2 separate regions of the Sus scrofa genome follow, and region 1 is linked to region 2. A link is a contact called in public promoter capture Hi-C data. All regions are on one chromosome and are shown on one strand. The core of a region is the stretch at or near the end of the contact, and the rest is flanking DNA. Distances in the headings are between cores, read along the strand shown. Region 1 holds the start of VPS26B (vacuolar protein sorting 26 homolog B (S. pombe)). Region 2 holds the start of JAM3 (junctional adhesion molecule C).

Region 1 (5,322 bases), core at 141-2,640, 160 kb after region 2:
TACTTAGGAAGCCAAGTGGAACCACTGAAGGTTCAGACTTGGTGGGTCATGCCTGCGTTTTCAAAGTGGTCCTGGAAAGTGTACGGGGCCGGAAGTGCCAACACCCGAAAGAGGCAAGGTGCGCCCCAAGTGCATAGGCCGGCCAGATGGGGGGGGGGGGCTTGGGCTGGACAGCAGCCCCAGGGGCAGCGCGGTCAAGGTCTGCGACGAGACGCCGCTGCCACCAGCGGTTGGGGGCGGGGGGAACCCACGGTCCTTCAGTGACGAGGGAGGGGCTCCCGGGGACGCCAGCCGCACCCCTGCACTCCAGTCCAGGAGGTCACTCCGGCCCACCAAACCGACGCGCTGCCTAAAACCTCGGGACCTGAGAGGCTGTACGCGCAGAACTGGAGGCCAGGCCAAGAAGGGAGCTCCCAGAGGAGCGCCCACGCTGCTGACCCGGGCGAGCCCTCCACAGCACCCTCCACAGCCCCCCAGGCTCCCATCGTCTCCTCACCCGGACTGAGGTCCAGCGTGTTCCAGGGCTGTAGGCTGCTCTCCAGGCCCTGCCGCGCCGCCATGACTGCCGCTCGCCTGAACTTTCAAAGCTCTCTCTGGCGCGCGCGCCCAGATATCCCCGGCGGGCTAAGGAGAACAGAACTCTTATGCACCAATCACGGCGCCCGGTCGGCTCTGTCCGTCAGCCAATCAGCAGGGTCTTCTGCTGCATGCGCAAAGCGAGAGCAGGACCAGGACGGCTGACCCAGCCGAGTCTTGAGGGTGGTGTCGAAAAGCGAGCTAAATCTAACGCTCTCCTTCTCGCTCGCTTTCCCCAAATAGGGAACACCCAGAAGCGAATCTAAGGCAGGGTACTTCCTGTTGTAATTGTCACGCTTGCTCTGACAAGCGGCATTTCGCGTGCGTGTCAAAAGGCCGCGTTTACCTGTCAGACCGCAGTCGAACATCTACACATTCGAGTATGGGTCGCGGCCTACCGTTTACCTAACTAAATAAAAGAAAAGCAGAAAAAATCATTCAGAAAGGACCTCTTTACTTTTGAATTTTACGGGACGTCTGGCCGGAGCTCTGGAAGGAAGCCGGGGTCGCCATGTCAACTACGGGAAAGCCGGGAGAGGGGGTGCGCATGCGCAGTGCGCGCTCCGCTGGAGGCGCGCCGGCCTGACCGGGGAGGCGGAGGCGTGCGCATGCGCGCGGTGAGTCCGGCGCCTCCCGCTGAGAGGCTGTAGCAGCGGGCGCTGCTCCTGGGCCCGACTGCTGGCTGGCTGGTCGGCCCCTCTCGCACCGGCGGGCGGGTGCCTCGCGCCCGCTTTGCGCTGTCCCCGGAACCGCGCCGGCCCGGCAAGTGCGGGCGTCGGCGCCAAGTCCAGCCCTTCGGCCTTCCCAGGCCCGGCCGGCCCGGCGGGGACATGAGCTTCTTCGGTTTCGGGCAGAGCGTGGAGGTGGACATCCTGCTGAACGATGCGGACAGCAGGAAGCGGGCCGAGCACAAGACGGAGGATGGGAAGAAGGACAAGTACTTCCTCTTCTACGATGGGGAGACGGTGTCCGGGAAGGTGAGCCTGGCGCTCAAAAACCCCAACAAGCGGCTGGAGCACCAGGGTATCAAGGTCGAGTTCATTGGGCAGATCGGTGAGTGCGGGGTCCGCCCCGCCCCGAGTCCTTCTCCCCCAGACCTGCCCCTCAACCCAGATCCCACCCCGACCCTGACCCTGAGCCCTGACCCTCGACCCCCTAACCCCTCCTTTGACCCCCCCACTCGACCCCCGTGCCCCACTCCTCTATAAACCCTGGCCTCTGACGCGATCCCCCGCTTCTTAACCCTTCCCCTTAACCCCTGCCCCCATTACTTCAACTCCCTATTTCTCCAATCCCCCGCCCTCCCGCGATCCTGGTTGCCCACCAGAGAGGTCTCAGCCGCTGTTCCTACTGGGCCTTCAGTGCTGCTGGGCCCGCCCGCAGGTCGTGGCCACTTCACCGAGTCCTGAGGCCGACCACCCTTTTCTAGTACCTGTGTCCCACACTGAGCTCCTCGTTGGCCTTCTGTCCACCCATCCCGTTTTCCTAAGACCTCTTGATTAGAACAGTCTTCAGCAGACTCCTCTTCTTAAACACAAAGAAATGATGCTCTTAAGACCTAAATTAAGGGGTCAGAATTTTTCAAGGCTCTGTCTTCGAACATAATTATTAGCAATTACAACTAGACAATAAAAGGCAGTAGGAATACCTAGTATTCTGGGCCAAATCGACCCACACCTTTGGGCCTCAGCTTTCTCACCTGTAAGGCAAGGATACTACAGAATCACGTGTCTAGGGACCAGGCTTTGTGCACAGTGTGGAATGTTTGTGTCCTGTACTTAAGGGGCTCTACCAGGTGACCTGAGAGCATTGGAGCGAAGCTGTGAGTAACTTCCCCAAGGTTGTGGTTGTGTGGTTTTTCTCCTTCGTTGCTTTCCTGACTCTGCATGAAGTGGGTGGCACTTCGGTGAGATTCTGAGGTCTGGCTGGGCTGGTGATATACAGGGTGGTCCCACTACTCTATGAGGGTAACAGTGTTGACATCATTGTGTTCCAGACACCTTCCTTCTTGTTTCACTCAAAATTTACCTTCTTGTAAACCATAGTCTCTTCATTTTGGTTCTTTCTTTTTTCCTTTTTCCCTTTTCTTTCTCTGCTTCCTGGGAAGAGTTCCGCAGCTTGAGAATAAAGTGATTTATGTAATTAACCTTCTTATGATGGATTTCCTTTTCCTCCTGATGAAAATGCATGTGTCCTACCTGTGCGTTTCTTAGAAAAGCCTGCTGTATGATTGAGGGTCAAGCAGAGGGTTACTTAAATTACACAGGCTCCATTTATAACCTTTTTGAGGGTCTTGTGAGGACTGGAGGTCGTCGACATCCATGAAGTGCACAGCTGGCACGCTTCGCAAGTACTCGTGAAAGGGAGTTAGGATGATCACTGTCATTTTCCCTTGCCCTGTTTAGCTGGACCCATCAAGAAGTTTCCAGGGGCTGGCCCTTTAAAACGCCAGCCTGATTACGCTGTCAACTGTCCACAGGAATGTTCACACCGGGCCAGCCCCCCCCACCCCCACCTCCATCTCTCTTCCCCATGTTTTTTCCCAGAAGACGTGCTCCCCCAAGTGGAAACCTCTGGAAGGGTCTCCACAGAGTCCTTGCAAGGACAGCTGTGTGGTGATCCAGTGCATGGGTCCTCTGCATATCCCAATTTTCACAGGAGCTCAGACCTTGTTCAGAAAAACTCCTCTCTCATCTCAGTTTTGGGAGTAGGCAGGAAAGGGGTCCCATTTGTCTCCTGGCCCTTCTCACACAATAACTTGCTCTGGCCACCTTATCTCTTCTTTTCACTTCAATGTCTTCTTAAAGTGTTTTTTTTTTTTTTTTTTAATTTTTTTTTTAATTTTTTTTTAAATTTTTTTCTTTTTGACTGCCCTGTGGCATATGGACAGGGATCAGATCTGAACCACAGTTGCAACCTGCACCACAGCTGTGGCAATGCCAGACTGTGCTGGGCCTGGGATCAATCCTGCATCCTGGTGCTACAAAGACACTGCGTGTCCTGTTCCGCCACAGCAAGAACTTCTTCGGTGTCTTAGACTCTGACAACTCCTCTGAGTTCCACACCTGCTTTCCAACTGCCTGCTAGACCCTCCCCGATACCTCGCAGGTCCCTCAAAGACCATCCAAACCAAAAACCCCTTTCTCTTCCTGCTCTAGCCCCAGCCCTGCTGCTTCTCCCATGTTCCCCATTTTGGCATGCCACCTGAGTCCATCCAGCCTCAGAAACCCGGAGTCATCTAGACCCTTCACCCTCCTCCAAGGCAGCAACCTGGCTCAGTGTTGGTCCTCTACAACAGCTCTCTGGGGCATCTGGAATCTGTGCTTCCTCTCTGTTCTCAGCCTTTGATGTTTTTGTGTGTAGCAGCCTTCGAACTGGCTTTCCTGCCTTGTTTTCCCTTTGAGCTCATCTTTTGTAAGTGAGTTTTCTAAAAGCTGCTGCCAGCCCCCTCCTTATAGTTCTTTTGGTTGACTCCCTATTGATTAAGGGGAGAAGTTATTCAGCTCTTTCCTGAGCTGCTTCTACCTTTCTTTCTCCAGCCAAGTCTCTCCCTAACCCTTCAGCCTACCATGTATACTTTCCTCTTTCCTTAAAATATCACATTCTTTCTAGAGTCTTGGCATCTTCACTTTGTGTGTGAGCATCCTTCTGCGAGGAATGGCCTTCCATCCAAGCTCTTACTTTGTTCTTCCAGCCCAGCAGGTATGACATCCATCAGAAAGCCTTCTCTGACCTTCCTAGGCTGACTGGAGTATTTTTTCTGCTGTTCTTCCTGAGGCCTCACTGGTGCCGCTTTGCAAGTGGGATCGGACAAGCTTGCGTCTTTGTGATTTTTTTCTTTTTTTTTTTTGCCAGGGGGAGGGGTGGTTAACTTGCATATCTCCCTCTCTAAATTCTGAGCCCTTGAAAGCCAGAGGCTGCCTCAGTCCTGGTGGCTGACCTCTGGTCCCAGTGGCTGCACAGAATAGCTGCCAGGAAGTGTTTGCTGATTGGATACAGTGGTCGGATCTGAGAATTTATAGAAGCTGCTCTCTGAGTTTATTATTTCATCTAGATAAAGCTAGATAAACTGGAAAGAAGGGAGAGTGCAGATTTGCTTTGGGGGTTTCTGTTGAGAGGCGGGGCATTGGTGGGCTGTTGGGGCCCCTGCTCTAAGCCACTGTGATCAGAGACAGCTCTTGCGGCACCTCCACAGAGGGGAGCATTGGGCCTGTATGTCCTCCGCTTGCTCTTATGTTTTCCTTTCATCGCTCTTTCTTATGCCCTGTTGAGGGTGATTTCTCCCTGAATATAAGAAATAAGAGTTGTCAGGCCTGTGGCTCCTTCAGTTCTGCACCACCTGCTCAGATGTTGCCATTGGAATGTTGCCCCTGATTTATTCACATGTGTTCTTTTTCTGCTATCCTCCTCAAGTTTTTGAGCTGTGTTGGAATTCTTCCTGCATCTACTGTATGCTTCCCAAGGACCTGTTCTGTGTTCCAACAACATCAGTGAATGTGTTGTGAGGACATCCCCTGTGTCTCTCTGTGGCCCATGTTTCTAGAAGAACACAGTATGGCATATAAGGGGTATTGGGGGAAGTTCTGTAATTGTTTGAAGACAGAGAGATTGTTTTAGCTGGAGTTGTTAGGGGAGCACTTATGGAGAGTAGAAGGCAGAGTTGGGCTACCTCCGATGTTAATGGGTTCAAGAACCCAAAGGTGATTAGAAAGTCACACTTGCAGAGGAGGGTGGATATGTAAACCC
Region 2 (5,342 bases), core at 843-3,342:
CAAGCTATGGTGTAGTTTGCAGGTGTGGCTTGGATCCAGCATTGCTGTGCTGTGGCTTAGGTTGGCAGCTACAGCTCCTATTTGACCCCTGGCCCAGGAACTTCCATATGCCACCAATGTGGCTGTAAAAAAAAAAAAAAAAAAAAAAAGACTTATAAAGATAATATAGAGATGGCAGTTGAAGTATATCCTTAACAACAACTTCAATCTATTTTATGTTTCTTGGCATTCATAATTAAGGACATGTACAAATTACTTATATGTACATATATACACACTGTTCCACTTTGCAAAAACTAAAAATACTAAAAAAAACTGGGGTGACTGTATGAAAAATGAAATCCTTAAGTTAAACATCAAAAAAATATTGGTTGGAGTTCCCTTCGTGGTACAGTGGAAACGAATCTGACTAGGAACCATGATGTTTCAGGTTCAATCCCTGGCCTTGCTCAGTAGGTTAATGATTCGGCCTTGCCATGAGTTGTGGTGTAGACTGCAGATGCGGCTTGGATCTGGCATTGCTGTGGCTATGGTGTAGGCTGGCAGCTGTAGCTCTGATTAGACCCCTAGCCTGGGAACTGCCATATGCTGCGGGTGTGGCCCTAAAAAGCCAAAAAAAAAAAAAAAATCAGTTGTTGGAAACTCTGTCACTTTTACTAATAATATACTCAGAATTCTCTTTTGACTCTGTTTGTCCTGGAGCATTAGGGATATCCTTTCTATATCAGATGTAAAATGAGCTATTTCAGGAATTTCCCACAGTACTAAATGATACTCAAGACCTCCTGCATCCTTAGGTCCAATTTCCTAAATTTCCCTATATTTACTTGTTATTTTAAAATTTATTTATTAATTTTTTCTTTTTTTCTAGCCCCACACCTATAGCATATGGAAGTTAGCAGGCAAGGGATTGAATCAGAGCTGCAGTTGATGGCCTACACCATGGCCACAGCAATGTGGGATCCGAGCCTCTTCTGTGACCTACACCACAGCTCATAGAAACACCTGATCTTTAACCCACTGAACGAGGCCAGGGGTCAAACCTGCATCCTCATGGATACTAGTCGGGCTTGTACCCGCTAAGCCACAATGGCAAATTTCGAATTTTCAGTACATTTAATCCTTCTCTTCACTTTGTGTGTCTGTCCTCACAAGATTCTGCTCCATTTTTCTTCCTTAACCTTACCATTTCCCGATATTCAGAAATCAGAGAAAAGAATCAGCCTGCTTTTCTGCAGAATAAACTATTGGGTAAGCCATCATGCTTTTGATCTAGATCTGAAACTATAGACTATGTTTATTTTAGAAATACCTGGCTTTTATATAATATATAATGCATGCATTGCTTATGTCTTATGTAGATTTTGGCACATTTCCTTCTCATCACATTTAGAATTGGGATCCAAGAAGAGAAGGCAATAGTGCCTCCAAGATAACAGGGCTGAACCCTTATCTGTAAAATTAGGAGCACTTCGGAATTCCCATTGTGCCCCAGTGGTAACAAACTCAACTAGTATCCATGAAGACTTGGGTTTGATCCCTAACCTGCTCAGTGGATTAAGGATCCAGTGTTGCCACAAGCTGTGGTGTAGGTCGCAGACGTGGCTGTGGCTAGCAGTTGCAGTTCCGATTCGACCCCTAGCCTGGGAACTTTCATATGTCATGGGCGCGGCCCTAAAACAAACAAACCCCCAAGGTAGAATTACTTCATTTCCCAATTTATTTATTTATTTTTTTGCCGAGTCCGCAGCACGTGGAAGTTCCCGGGCCAGGAAACGAACCCAAGTCACAGCAGCAACCAGTGCAGTTACAGTGACAAGGTGGAATCCTTAATCCACTGAGTCACACGAGAACTCCTTTATTTCCCAAATTTTAATGGAGTGTTCCTTCCCGGACCTGTAGTGACAGATTCATTTTATACATGTGGAAATTCAACACGCCCTCTCTTGAATACGCTGCTTCACCTTCTTCTACCAAATTCTTTGAAAGAGTCCCCAAGAGCAGGGTCCATAGCATCCTTGCCTCCATAGCAACCACTCTCGGGCTTCTTGCGCACCATGGCGACCGCTCGCCGCCACGGTCGCTATGGTGACCGGGGCGGGCGCTGGGCAGCAGGCAGAGCGCATGCGCGAGTAGCGGGCCCGCGGCCCCTCAGCTGCGCTCGAAATGGCGCTGAGGCAGTGGCCCGCGCTGGTCCTGCTGCTGCTTCTACTGGGTGAGTCCGCGGGCCTCCGCCGGGCGAGGCCGGAGGCTCCTGGGCGGGTAAAGCGGGCTCGGGGGTGCGGGGCTCCGGGGGTCGAGGGTGCAGGGAGGGAGTTCTAGGGGTGTGGGAGGCCGGCCAGGTCGGGGGTCAGGGATGCGGGGGTTCCGGGGTCCCGGCGGGGGAACGGGGTCCCAGGGGTCCGGGTCCCGGGTCGGAGGTTCGGGTCTGGGGTCGAGGTAGGCGGTGCGGGCCGGGAAAGCGGTCCAGAGGTGCGGGGGTCGGGGTTCAGAGCGTCTTGAGGTGCGGGGTCCGGCCCGGGTCCTGTGGCCCCGCAGTTGGTACTCCGTCCCTCTGTGAACAAAGCCGTCCAGTCCCGCGTCCCTGGTCCCCGCCGCTCTTTGTCCCGCCTGTTCTTCAGCCAGCCTTGGAGTGGCACGGGGGTGCCGGGACAGGACATCGGTCTGGCCCTGGGAAGTAGGAGGGCAGGACCACACGCTGGTGATGGTGGGCGCGCGCTGGGCGCTCGAAACTGTTCCCACGTAGTCCTCCCCACAGCATGTGAGTGGGTCTTACCGACTCGCTTCCAGATATAGCACTGACCCCGAAGTCTGTCCCTGCTCCAAGGCTGCCCCCAGGAGCAGGGGACACTCCGACCCTTAGCCACAGCACCCTTAGCATCCTGGGGCATCCTGGGGCATCCCAGTTCTCTGGTCATTTCGTTGTCTGGTGTAGTTGCCACCCTCATCCCATGTTTTCCAGAGTATACACAGTAAAGCCCCAAGTAATTGTTTGGGGGTGGGGTGGGCACACTAAGCAAACAAAGGACCCTGTGTTGGAGGCTCAGTGTTGGGCAGGGGTTGAGTTTGGGATACACACCGGGTGGCCTGAACTGTGAGGATCCTGGCAGAAGCCAGGCAGCAGGGCTCTGATGAGAGCTAAGTTTGGGGAATAGATGTTGTCCATATACTTTGCCTGAAAGTGGTTTCAAAAACGTGTGGTTGGGTGAGATGAATGATCAAAGGCTAGCCAGGGGACAAGGGTGTCAGGAATGTCCCCTCCCAGCTTTGTTGGTCACACTGACACTGTCCTATTCAGGGACTGGAACAACTCGCTATTGTTGGAAAGGTCTGTTCACATGAAAGTTTGCAGTTTTTATTGCAGAAGCATTTGGCAGTTGAGTTAAGGAATTTCACTTGGTGGTTTGTTAGTAAAACTAGCAGATGCTAAGGCCTTCACATCCCCTTCTTACTTTGGTCTTGCAGAGGGGCTACTTTTGCGGCTTTCTTGATGTTAAGGACTGAAATTTACCTGCAGAGCATAGAAGGAGTGATCAACATTTGAAAAATAGCACTAATGACAAAGAACAGAAGTAGTAGGATGTATTAAGATACTCAGAAGGGAAGCAGCTATCACTTTTAGGGAGCTCTTTTCTGTTATTTTGTTTATGCTCCAAATATGCAGTGATACCTTGAAAACCATTCTTCCACAGGGCATCACAGTTGTCTCTTTTATTTTTATGGTTACTCATTTCAGCTGCTGTTATTTTTGAGTGTTCTCATTTTTTAAAAAATTTGGTTCCTGATACAACATGAACATTCTTTATTAGTTACCCTTTGCCAGGCTCTGTTATAAAAATTTAATATGTTTTCATTTAGTTTTGATAACTCTAAAAGATTGTTACTGTCATTTTGCAGACAAAAAAACAGAAGTACGGGGAGATTCAGTAACTTGCTCAGGGCGAGATGCCATGTGTTTCAGATGTGGAAATCTTCAACCATTTGTGTTAATCTATTTCTTTGGTTACTTGTATTATTCTACTTAACAGTGGAGTTCTTGCTATGGATCATTTAAATCAAATAATTATTATTATGGTTGTTTATAAAATATTCTCTTGTTGTTTGGTGACAGGGGCAATTCCTCTTTACAAATGTTATGCCACATGTCTTTTTTGAATGATTATGTGGTAATTACTGTTGGATTTCCAACTCTTTTGATGTCTTAGAAGTGCTTCATTTAGAGTTACAGTTTGTATTCTTGGGATAAGACAATTTGTGTATGAACGGTTAGCAAAATCTGAAAACTGTAATTTCGAAGAATTTTTGAAAAAATTCTAAATTTTCCATTTGCATTTGTTTGAACTTCTGAAACATTTTAAAATGACCTATTCTTTGATGTTGTTTTAAGTCTTGAATTAATTATAGCTGACAGATACAATCATCAGACATCTGTATGTTCAGAAAAACAAGGACCACCTGCCCTAAAGCATGCACTGCTTTGGGTCAGCTGTTCATTCCTGAAGGGCTTGTTGATGGCATTTGTTCCTGAGTGCTTCAGGCTATGGAGACTGAATGGGCAGCTATTAGAGATACTTAAACATAAGTAATTGCAGTGTTACATCCAGCCTAAGTGAATGCACACCCAAGCCCTAAACTCTTTGAAACATGCTCTTAAGGCAGCCTAGCAGAGTAGGCTTAAATCAGTTCTTTTGAAAGAAACCAGGTTTGTATTAAGCCCACTTTCTGAGATGGCCACCATATAATGTGACTGAAGAGGCTGTGGATTTAGTCCAACCTAACCAGCAGCTGTTTGAGATGTGATATTAGCAAATTCCTTCTCCATGAATTCTTTGCATTTTTTCACAAGCACAAGTGGAGTAAAACAAAAGAAAATGTGTGTGAATGAAGTTAGGATGTATGGAGTCTGCTGAATGATACCCTAGTTGTGAAGCTGGATTCTCTTGAAGATGCGTTTATAATTAGGTGGTGAATGTGATGCTGTTAGGGCTGAATGCAGGTTTCAGATCTTCTTGTCTCTGCCCTCTGAAAGCTAACAGTATATGCAAATAGCTGCAGTGAGTATAAAGCCTTCCTGAAAGTTTTGGTAAGCACATTCTTTTACACCTAGTTTAGCAAGGACAGTACACACTCTGGTCCTCTATATGGAGAGCTAAAGCTGTAATTTACTGTCTCTTTCCCACTTGTTATGACACACAGAAAGCTTTCTGAGAATCAGCCTTGTTTCTGATGTCCAGGAATGATGCAGTATTCTGTGCTGGTGTGTTTTCTTTGTTTTTAAGTAGTATCTACTATGTTATATATTATCTTTCCCTTGAGTAGTTATTATGTACAACTGATGTTTC

The links. Promoter capture Hi-C pulls out the DNA fragments that hold promoters and counts their contacts.
Region 1: a contact with region 2 is called in a promoter capture Hi-C map of fetal liver, with 2.5 times the contacts expected there. The contact joins the promoter of VPS26B here to the promoter of JAM3 in region 2. A contact is called at or near these places in 2 of 5 promoter capture datasets (fetal liver and fetal skeletal muscle) and 1 of 2 datasets of contacts at active chromatin or transcription factors (skeletal muscle).

What each region holds. Positions count from the first base shown.
Region 1 is chr9:60,784,802-60,790,123 of Sscrofa11.1, forward strand. It overlaps VPS26B (vacuolar protein sorting 26 homolog B (S. pombe)), which reads left to right and starts at 1,391. Exons shown (of 6, transcript NM_001137634.1): 1 at 1,391-1,629. The coding sequence starts at 1,407. NCAPD3 (condensin-2 complex subunit D3) reads right to left here and starts at 1,106. Exons shown (of 34, transcript XM_021063171.1): 1 at 497-1,106. The coding sequence starts at 560.
Region 2 is chr9:60,627,153-60,632,494 of Sscrofa11.1, forward strand. JAM3 (junctional adhesion molecule C) reads left to right here and starts at 2,093. Exons shown (of 9, transcript XM_021063173.1): 1 at 2,093-2,215. The coding sequence starts at 2,167.